Regions from separate parts of the Zea mays genome. Here region 1 is linked to region 2. The links are chromatin contacts, called in public Hi-C maps. All regions are on one chromosome and are shown on one strand. Each heading gives the region's core, a stretch centred on a gene start, on an enhancer-like site or on the middle of the called end of the contact. The rest is flanking DNA. Distances are from core to core; before and after follow the strand shown. Region 1 holds the start of LOC100191361. Region 2 has its middle 41 kb from the start of LOC103634840.

Region 1 (5,660 bases), core at 2,151-4,650, 350 kb after region 2:
GAACCTAAGATTCTTTTGAAATTCGTACATTCAAAATGAGGCCTTGAATTTTCCTAATAAACTACGAACTAACAAAATGGAGAGACGAGCGCTTTGGATTCGCGCGAGAACGATCAGCCAGCGCCCAGCCGCCCACACACTATAGGTGTACATTTGGGTTGTGCCTAACAGGCCGGCCCAAAGCACACAATTTTAGGCACGGCCCAGGCCCGGCACGACCCAACCTATTTGCGGGCCCAGGGCGGCCTGGCACAATGCATGGGCCGTGCCTGGGCCTCAACTCAAGCACACAGGCCGGCCTGGCACGACCCATTTAACTAAGGCACACTAAAGCCCACTAAACTTAAAAACCCTAGTCCCTAGCGATCCTATCCGTCGACCGTCCGATCCAACGGCCACTTCCCACCCCACCCACACGGGCACACGGCCGCCACACCAATTCTATTTGGCAGCGCACGCCGCACAGCAAACCCTAAGTCTTCCACTCTTCCCTTCCCACCGACCACCGCCGCTCGCTCGTTCCCTGCTCGCGCGGTCGCCGACTCGCCGTCGCCTTCTCGCGTGGTCGCTCGTTCCCTCCGCCTTCTCGAGCGGTCGCTCGTTCCCTCCGTCAGGTATTTGCACGGTCGCCTTCTCGCGCAGTCGCTCGTTCCCTGCTCATTCCCTGCTCCCTCGTTCTCGGCCTCGTTCCCAGACGGTCAGGTATTTGCGCGCCGCCTCCGCCTCATTCCCTGCTCCCTCGTTCTCGGCTTCTCGCGCCGCCTCCCTGTCCCGCGCGGTCGCGCCGCCTCCCTGTTCCGCCACCCGCTAGGTAACACACGCTGCTCTTCCCTGTGCGCAGCGAGCCCGCGAGCTTCCTCGACGTCGGCAATGGCGCAAGGAAATGGAGGTGGCGCCCCGACTCCACTTCCCCAGCTCGGTGCACGGGCCACGGCCACCCTGTCTCTACCTCAACGGCAAGCCACAACAGCGTCTACCGCAGATCCGACTCTGAATCATCCGACCTCCATTGAGGATGGCGTCGGTGGCAGATCTTCGTTCACGCCAACGCCGAGTGCAAGCCCAACTGTTGTAGGCAGCAGCTCGGACACAGGTAACAAGCGAGGTAGGAAAACCACCTCTGATGTGTGGAATGACTTCGAGCAACTCTACAAACAAGTTAATGGTAAGAAAGTCAGGTATGCAGCAAAATGTCACTACTGCAAATCACAGTTAACTGCTAAGGGTGGTACAGGTCATTTGCATCGACATCGTATTGCTTGTGCATCTAAAGCTGAGCGTGCAAGTAGGCCACAATCTTTACTTCAGTTTAATGGTGATGGTTCTGTGCGTTCATGGGATTATAATGCTGCTACTGCTCGTACTGAAATGTGTCGTTTGATTGCTACTTTAGATCTTCCTTTGGGTTTTGGTGGTCATCCTGCTTTTGAGCGTTACATTAGACGCTCTCATAATCCTAGGTTCCGTTCTGTGTGTAGACAGACAACGACTAGAGATCTTGTTAAGTTTTTCAAGCAACGTCGTACCGTGTTGATTGATCTATTGCAATCTAGTGTGTCATCTGTTGCACTCACATCTGATATATGGTCTGGTAATGCGAAGGAAGATTATATTAGTGTTGTTGCCCATTTTGTTAATGTTGATTGGTTGTTAGAGAAAAGGGTCATTGGAATGAGGCTTATTGATGTTTCGCATAGTGGCTCTAATATTGCAGAGCGGGTTGCAACTGTTGTTGAAGAGTTTAAGTTGATTGATAAGGTTTTTTCTGTTACTCTAGATAATGCATCAGCTAATTCTAATGCTATGAACATCCTTACACCAAGGTAGTGTTTGGTTGAAGAGCCAAGTAGAACGGAGTCGTTCTGTCCCAGTTTTGTTGCTGTTTGGTTACAAAGTAACTAGAACGGAATGGCTCCAATTAGAGAATATTCTCCTCAGATTCGGAACCATTCCGCTCCAAAAAATCAACCGAACGGAGCCGCTCCGTTCCCATCCCGCTCTCACAGTCACGCTCCGTTCCGTTCACTCTGCAACCAAACAAAAAACAGAGCCACTCCGTTCCAGATTACCAAACACAGAACAGAGCGGCTCCGTTCCTAGAATTAGGGATGTATCGGCTCCGTTCTACTTGGCTCCTCAACCAAACACTGCCCAAGATTCTCTGGTTATGTTGGTTCTCTATTCTTGCATCAGAGATGTGCATGTCACATAATTAATCTCATTGTAAAATCTGGTTTGAAGCGTTTGAAACCTTATGTTGAAGATTTCAGAACTGCAATATCATTTTTAAATGCTTCCAACCAACGCATCGCTGCATATAAATCTTATTGTGCTGCTATGGATGTTCGTCCTCGCAAATTTGGTTTGGATATGGATGTTAGATGGAACTCTACATATGGATGTTAGCAAATTTGGTGGCACCAGGTTGCAAAGGGCAACTCAATCCGTAAGTACTAGCAAAGTGAAATCTGCTTGGGGTAAGATTTATGGTACTTCATCTTCTAACACTAGAACTACTACTACTTCTGTTGGCCATACTTCTTCGCCTTCTAATTTCTGTCCAGTCTCTGAGTTGTCCATGTATGTTGACAGTGATCCAATTACTGTGTTTGATGATGATTTTGATATTCTTAGTTGGTGGCGTGAGCATAAGAATACATACCCTATTCTCTCCATTTTAGCTAAGGATGTTCTAACTGTACCTGTTTCAACTATTAGCTCCGAATCTGTTTTTAGTCTTGCTGGCAGGGTGCTTGAGGAGAGGAGACGTTGTCTAACTAGTGAGATGGTGGAGACCTTGACATGTTTGAAGGATTGGCAGATGAGCGACGATAGAGAACAACACAACTTGGAGAATCCAGAGCTTCAACAAGCCTTCGAGAATCAGTATCTAGATGGTGATGGTGATGATAATCAAGATGCTCCTAGTGACTAGTGTGCATGTGGCCGTGTAGGATTATATCATTGTATATGTATTTCGTATGTATGGCTGTATTACTCAACTAAACTCTCGAAACATTGAACTGATTACTATTTTTGAGCTAGATGTACTCTTTTTCCCTTATGACCAAAGGTTTTTAATGAGGCAGCCACAAAATAGCTCAATTTTATTTGGTCATATATGTTCTGTACCTGAGTACCTCTGTTTTCGTATTATTATTGTTGCATTTTATATGTGGGCTGATCTGACACATTATGGTATTTTGGTCTTTTTGGGCCGGTCTGACACACATTAGTAATTGTGTGCTGTGCCGTGGGCCGTTGGCTCGGCCCATGTGCTGGCACGGCCCACAATTGGGGTTGTGCCTTTGTGGGTCGTGCCTAGATGTGCTTGTGCCGTGCCGGGCCAGGCCGGCCCACATGTACAACTATACCACACACCAAGAGCCACAGGCCAGAGGCCACGCGGCCACGCCGTCCTCTTCACCCCAGGGTTGCCGACGCGGCGACTCCGATCACCCACCACCGCTGCCCCCTGTCCTCCCTGCTGCCGCCTGTGCCGGGGCTAGCCCGCCGCGGAGCCATGTCGCGGTCCTTGAGCATGAGAGGGAGCATGAGGGCGCGCCGCGACCTGCCTCCTCCTGAGAAGGTGAGGGACCCCCTCTCCCCGTCCATCCCTTCCTCCCTCGGGCTTCTGCTCGGCCCCCGCGGGTGAGGTGAGCGTGCCCACATTAGTGCGATCGTTTGTGTCTTTCGGGCGTGTGTGCGATGGGCGAGTTGGATCTCGGGGAACCAACTCATGGCCAATTTGTTGGAACTAGGGTTTGCTGAAGACCTCCAATGCAAGGCGGCGCCGGCAAGCATTCAAGGGAACGAAAAAAAAATCTACAACGGGGTTGAGTTTCTCTTGGTTGAATCTAGTTGTCTGCAAAAAGGATGCTGTACACTTTTCTCGTTCCAGTTGGAAAAAAAAGGAAGCGACGAATAGTCCTATATAATAATTATATGAACACCAGAATTCCATATGGTTGCAAAACCTAACCACTATATTTGATAGTTTATCTTCCCCAAGGTTGGCACCATTTACTCGTACAAAACCAAACACAGTTATTAACTAGAAATCAGATTTCTTTTAGGACCTGTTTGGATCCCATGAATTCAAACCAATATCTAGCAAATGCTTCCCATTTCATTATTATATTACTTTCCAATTCCTATCAATTCCAGGGAACCAAACATGGCCTTATTCAATTTCCTATTTAAACTCTGGACGTTCGTTTAATATTACTTTTCTAGTTCTCTTCTGAAATTTCTGTAGCTACAGAAAGCAATCATTATCCATTAAGGGGGTAAAGATTTTGAAAAAACAATTCAATGATGTAAATATTCATGAGTACTTGGCCTACCACCTACTGGCTTGTGTGTGTTTCGACTAATGAGCCTTAGGTTAGAAAGTGGATGGGTTTAGTGACAAAACCTTGCCCTATATGCTATAAAGTATTTCACTGCACCCTTTTAGCATCAGCTGTTATGCGAGCTTGTGCTCCCTTGGCATCATTATGTTGTATTTTAGGCACAGGTCCTGTAGAGTTTTACTCAATTAATTAATAATTGTGAATTATGTGCATCAGACAATTGAAAGGCTTGAGAGTATGGTGGATGGAGGAAATTTCTATGAAGCTCAACAAATGTACAAGTCAACCAGTGCAAGGTACTACACATTATTTATCTTAGTAACAAATGGTTGGCTCTAGACGAGGATATTTTTTAACTCAACATGAGATTTGCTCCCATGGAAGTCGGACTTAGGACCTGAGGAGTGCTAATCAGACCATCTAACCAGCTAGAGGCCCTTTCAGCTTTCGCAACAGCCTTATGTTTCAATCTATTTAAAAGTTTCTTATAACATGATTATATCAACCTTCCACACCATTATTACTTCAAGTTGACTCCCTGATCAAGAGCCAGATTGGTTTGTTATTTCACTTATTTGTCATTTGTTTGACTCATATGGCGTCTTGAAGGTGCTCATGGCAGGTCATAGTTATATACATTTCAAGTAAAATAAAGAACAATGACTTTGCATTGTGGACAAATGTTATTCATACATGAAATGCCCATGTTTCTTAAGCCAGAAGGATAGTGCAGATTTGGTTTGGTAATTTATAAAAAATGATGTTATTTGAAGATGTATATGTAATTTACTAATAAGATTCAACAGGGTGCAAAATGTTGAAGTGTATAAATGGATTGACTACCTTATCCCATCAGCTTAAGCTTTTGGGTTGAACTGTTTAATACGTCCACTCTAACATGGTATCAAAGACAGAAGTCTCGAGTTCGAATCTTGACAGAGGCTTTATTTGTGCCTTCACCTATTTATTTCCACATTTGCGCCTTTCTCTCTGGCTGCACGTGGGTGGGGATGTTGAATTGTATAAGTGGATTGACTACATTCTTCTATCAACTTAAGCTTTTTGGTTGAATTGGTTAGTGCGTCCACTCTAACATGGTATCAAAGTCAGAGGTGGCAGATGCTTTATTTGTGTCTCCACCCATTTATTTTCCACGTTTGCGCCTTTCTCTCCGGCTACACGTGAGTCAGGGGTGTTGAAGTGTATAAGTGGATTGATTACCTTCTTCCATCAGCTTAAACTTTTGGGTTGAACTGGTTAGTGTTCTACTCTAACACAAAACAATGGTTTAAAGGATCAAAATAT
Region 2 (5,440 bases), core at 641-3,140:
TACATCCTTGCCATCCTCACCTCATCGAACAAAGGGTGGCAGGGCCGATGGTTCTACCTCCGCAACGATGACGGGCAGCAGCCAGTGTATACGTAGCACATCGTCTTTGCGGCGATGGAACACTGGCGGTGAGCGCTCCACGGGAGCACCAGGTCCAGCTGCAGTGCAGCTGGACGCCCTATGGAGGCTTGGGACCGCGGACTTACCGCGGTTAGAGTCATCGCCGCCTCCCATCGGAGGAGGGTATTGCTGCTAACCGAGTGTCGGCTCTGCCTGGACGAGATGACGGTCGTGGCCTCCATAGAAAGCTCCCAGATGGCATCGGACACCCTCTCCACCAACGAACTCCTCTGGCGGGTGAAGGGGGCGGTGTGGAAGGCAGACTACACCGCCCCCGTCCTAATGCGCCCCAACCAAGGCTACGTGTCCCTGGTGAGTCTTCAGATTCTCCTTCCATTCTCTCTTCCCTTTTTTCTCCATCTCATCCTTCTCCTCCCTTTCCCAGAGGCTGCAGGACTACCGAATCGCCCGACCTCCAGTTCTAGAGGACGTTGCCGGCCGAACAATGCGTCAGTTGGCCGTCGAGGAGAAGAAGAAGAAAGATGCGGACAAGAAGCGGGCCCACGAGAAGAGGGTAGCCCGTGACACATTGGAGAAGTGTCGTAGGGCGCAGGCGAGGGAGGGGTTGCCGTTGAACCCTCTCCCAGCACGCAGGAGGAGGACGATGAGGGGATGGAGGTCCGGCTGGGCTTCAGTCCCGAGGCCAGACTTTGGTCTGAGCCAGCCTCGGTGGGTCTATCGAGCGGCACGAACGTGCCCTCACAAGGGACAACAGCGTCCCTGTGAGAGGCGCGGGTGTCGGGCGAGCCAGGCCCTGTCCCTGCAGTTGCAGAGGAAGTGGTGGCCGTGGAGGAGAAGGCAGCCGCCCCGCCCTAGGTGGCTGCCACGAAGCTCGTGGATGAGAGGGCTGCCGTCCCGCTCTAGGTGCCCATAACGGGGCAGAGGCTGGCCGTCGTACCCCAGACCAGGTACGCCGCTAAACCATAGGAGTATTTTCTTTGTCCTTGAGTTCTACTTATGACTTTTTGTCTTGTTATGCTTCAGCATAAAGCGCAAGGCCCGCAAGCCGGCCTTTATTGCCACTAAGGAGGTGAAGTCTGGTGTGGGACGTTGGCCGAGGCCGTGACTCGCTCGCACACGTGGCTCGACGCTGTCGTGGAGGCCATCCAGCGGGGCACCGAGGTGGTCCAGCTTGCCCTCGGTGGGCATACTGGGCAGGGTGCTACAGACGTCGAGGTGGCTGCGGCGCCTCCGACGACTTTGGCCGAGGCCATCACCGTCTCTTCCGGGGAGGAGGCGGGGTGTCGGACGCAATGTCGACCGGGCACCACCCACCATCTTGGACCTCCTGCGTGCCATCCCCGACTCCTCGGTTGTTGTCTGGAGCCTCGAGGTGGCAAGTGTCGAGGAGGTCGGCCCCTCGAAGCGGCCTGAGAAACCCTTTGTGAGATGTCCCTTTCTACGAGTGGTGTAGTGATGTTGCTTTTTTTCTTCTCAGGGGCTGATGGCGAAATCTGCTGCCAAGTCCATCTTCATCCGTCGTGAGTGTGACGTCTGGGCCGCGCTGCAGCGCCAGCAGGGCCTACTGTATCGCTCAAACGAGCAGCTAGCCCTGAAGAGCGCCGAGGCGCGGACCTGACTTCACTGTGCGTGGAGTTGAAGGACGAGGTCACGGCTATCCGCGGGAGAGTGGAGCCGCTTCAGGAGGAGGTGCGGCTGCTGAACACAAAGGTGTCGCCGTTGGCGGAGGAGGTGCAATAGTTGAAGGAAAGCCTCCTGGTGGTGACTGGCTGGTGGTGACTGGCGAATGAGATGAGTCTCGCCGCTAGGCCACCCAGGCCTCCTCCCGAGCCGACTTCCTTGCAAAGGAATTGGAGGCCGAGCGATCTGAGGCCCAAGGCCTGAAGGCCCAAATGGGAGGTACGCGTTGCTTCCTCCTCTTTGTCTATTTGGTTTTTGTCAGCCCTGGCTCAGTGTAACAATTATCCTCTAGAGCTCCGGCGGGATTTGGACACCTCCATCGAGACTTCCCAGACGCTCTCCCGGAATGAAAGGGAAATAGTCTCAATATTTCCTATAATCGATTTTGGTGTTTGACGACCATCACAAACCTTGTGGACTAACCAATATGCCTAGTTGATCATTTCATAGGTGCATAAGTTCATCTACAACTATTCTAAATCGACTGTCCAGAATACCGTAGATTATTCCGGACAGGAGAAGCTTTTTGGAAAAACACCTATGCGCGGACCGTCCGGGCCATTGCGGCGGACCATCCGCGGCACCAAGGTGAACCTCGGATAGGAACACTGCAAAAACACAAGTCTACTCTACGGATCGTCGAACGGAGAAGCGAGCACCGTCCGAGACCAAGCGCGGACCGTCTGGCTTCAGGCGCGGACCGTCCAGTCGGTGAAAACCAGAAAAAACCCGAAGGTGACGGGTTCGGTAAAATGTATTTTCAGCGTCCTCGCGGACCGTCCAGGGTGCACGACCGGACCGTTGAGAGCACCTAGAGGGGGGGGGGGGTGAATAGGTGATCCTGTAAAACTTAAAACTTAACACCACTAACTTGATTAAGAGTTAGAACAATGAAATCAAGTGAGTAGAGAGGAGAGCTCTTGTGAAGCACAATAGACACAATAAGGACAAGCACAAGAGACACGAGGATTTATCCCGTGGTTCGGCCAAGTACAAAACTTGCCTACTCCACGTTGTGGCGTCCCAATGGACGAGAGTTGCACTCAACTCCTCTCAAGTGATCCAATGATCAACTTGAATACCACGGTGTTCTTCTTTACTTTACTCTTTCCCGTTTGCGAGGAATCTCCACAACTTGGAGTCTCTCGCCCTTACAATAAGAATCACAATGAAGCACTAGAGTAAGGGAGGGAAGCAACACACTCAAATCCATAGCAAATACGCACACACAAGACCAAGACTTGAGCTCAAAAGAGTATCACAAGGTTCTCACTAGAACGGAGCTCAAATCACTAAGAATGTCGAACAAGTGTGCAAGAATGAAGTGTGAATGATCAACAATGCTCAAAGGTTGCTTGGTGTGCTCCTCCATGCGCCTAGGGGTCCCTTTTATAGCCCCAAGGCAGCTAGGAGCCGTTGAGAGCATTCCAGGAAGGCAATTCTTGTCTTCTGTCGCCTGGCACACCGGACAGTCCGGTGCACCACCGGACACTGTCCGGTGCACCACCGGACACTGTCCGGTGCAGATTTCTTTCCTTCTTTGGCGAAGCCGACCGTTGGCGGTTCAGAGCCGTTGGCGCACCGGACAGTCCGGTGCCCCCTTTTGACCGTTGGCTCTGCCACGCGTCGCGCGCGGATTACGCGGCCGGCCGTTGGCCCGACCGACTGCTGGCTCACCGGACAGTCCGGTGCACACCGGACAGTCCAGTGAATTTTAGCCATACGCCGCCGACGATTTCCCGAGAGCGGCCAGTTTGCCAGAGCCAGCCTGGCGCACCGGACACTGTCCGGTGCACCACCGGACAGTCCGGTGTACCCAGACTGAGCAGACTTTTGGCTGCTTCGAGCCAAGCTTTTCCAATTGAATTTTCTCTGATTCTAGCACTTAGACAAACATGTTAGTACACAAAAACCAATATACTAAGTCTAGAATCATACCTTTGTATTGATTTGCACCTTATCCACCATTTGGCATAGTTTATCACTTAAGCACTTGTGTTGGACACTAAATCACCAAAATACTTAGAAATGGCCCAAGGGCACATTTCCCTTTCAATCTCCCCCTTTTTGGTGATTTATGCCAACACAACAAAAAGCAACTAAAAGAAGTGCAACATCAATGCAAATGAAAACACAAATTTGTTTTGTCTCAAATTTGGCATATTTGGATCATCCTTTGCCACCACTTGGTTTGTTTTTGAAAATCAAACTCAATTCCCTATCTCTAAGTCAAACACACTTGTTGAGACATCAAGAGAGTTGTTCAAAGAGAAATTGATCAAGGATTTCAAAAACTCCCCCTATTTCCCATAATCAATTATTCTCCCCACAAGAGATCAACTTTTGACCATAAGAGACAAACAAGAGTATTTTGACAAACAAAAACTCCAACTCTACTTTTTCAAAATTCTCAAGTGGTAGCTGATCCATTTGTTGCTTTGGCCTTATTTTCTCCCCCTTTGGCATCAAGCACCAAAACGGGATCAATCTTGGCCCCTTAACCCCATTGCCTCACCAAAATCTTCAACTAAGAGTAAAAAGGCAATAAGAGTACAAAGATGAACTTGGAATCAGTTACTCTTTCATCGGAGTGGAGTGGAAGTCTTGCATGGTCCAAGTCCACTTTTTCCCTTTCAAACCTCCTTTGAGACTAAATTAAGCAAACTCAAGCACACAGTTAGTCTCAAAGGGTCAAGTTGTAGCACATCTCCCCCTAAATATGTGCATCACTTGCAAATGGACTTGTGAGGTCCGGGGAGTGCTTGTACAACTTGAGCACCATAAATAATCAACAAAATGCATTAAGGAACATGATCAAGGCATAAAACACATGGATGCTATAAATCAATCCAGGTTCCGCGAATCTAAGACATTTAGCTCACTACGTAGCTTGCAAAAGGTCGACTCATCTAGAGGCTTGGTAAAGATATCGGCTAGCTGGTTCTCGGTGCTAACATGAAACACTTCGATATCTCCCTTTTGCTGGTGGTCTCTCAAAAAGTGATGCCGGATGTCAATGTGCTTTGTGCGGCTGTGTTCAACAGGATGATCCGCCATGCGGATAGCACTCTCATTATCACATAGGAGTGGGACTTTGCTCAGATTGTAGCCAAAGTCCCTGAGGGTTTGCCTCATCCAAAGTAGTTGCACGCAACACTGTCCTGCGACAACATACTCGGCCTCAGCGGTGGATAGGGCAACAGAGGTTTGTTTCTTAGAGCTCCACGACACCAGGGACCTTCCTAAGAATTGGCACGTCCCCGATGTACTCTTCCTATCGACCTTACATCCAGCATAGTCGGAGTCTGAATATCCAATCAAGTCAAAGGTAGACCCCTTTGGATACCAGATCCCGAAGCAAGGCGTAGCGACTAAATATCTAAGAATTCGCTTCACGGCCACTAAGTGACACTCCCTTGGATCGGATTGAAATCTAGCACACATGCATACGCTAAGCATAATATCCTGTCTACTAGCACATAAATAAAGTAAGGACCCTATCATAGACCAATATGCCTTTTGATCAACGGACTTACCTCCTTTGTTGAGGTCGGTGTGTCCGTCGGTTCCCATTGGAGTCTTTGCGGGCTTGGCGTCCTTCATCCCAAACCGCTTGATCAAGTCTTGCGTGTACTTCGTTTGAGAGATGAATGTGCCATCCTTGAGTTGCTTCACTTGG

What was found. A called contact is a pair of places that touch in the nucleus more often than the background predicts.
Region 1: a Hi-C map of leaf shows a contact between it and region 2, with 6 times the contacts expected there. The contact joins the promoter of LOC100191361 here to the enhancer-like site in region 2. A contact is called at or near these places in 3 of 25 Hi-C or Micro-C datasets (ear, endosperm and leaf).

Annotation. Positions count from the first base shown.
Region 1 is chr8:16,409,444-16,415,103 of Zm-B73-REFERENCE-NAM-5.0, forward strand. It overlaps LOC100191361, which reads left to right and starts at 3,401. Exons shown (of 12, transcript NM_001136795.1): 1 at 3,401-3,589; 2 at 4,572-4,651. The coding sequence starts at 3,524.
Region 2 is chr8:16,058,516-16,063,955 of Zm-B73-REFERENCE-NAM-5.0, forward strand. No RefSeq gene overlaps it. Among protein-coding and RNA genes, the nearest start is that of LOC103634840, 41 kb to the left of the region's middle. Within about 2 kb of position 1,891, at least 18 of the 20 cell types and tissues checked have an H3K27ac peak or open chromatin away from gene starts, as enhancers often do. A contact at or near this core is called in ear, endosperm and leaf, where this site is marked.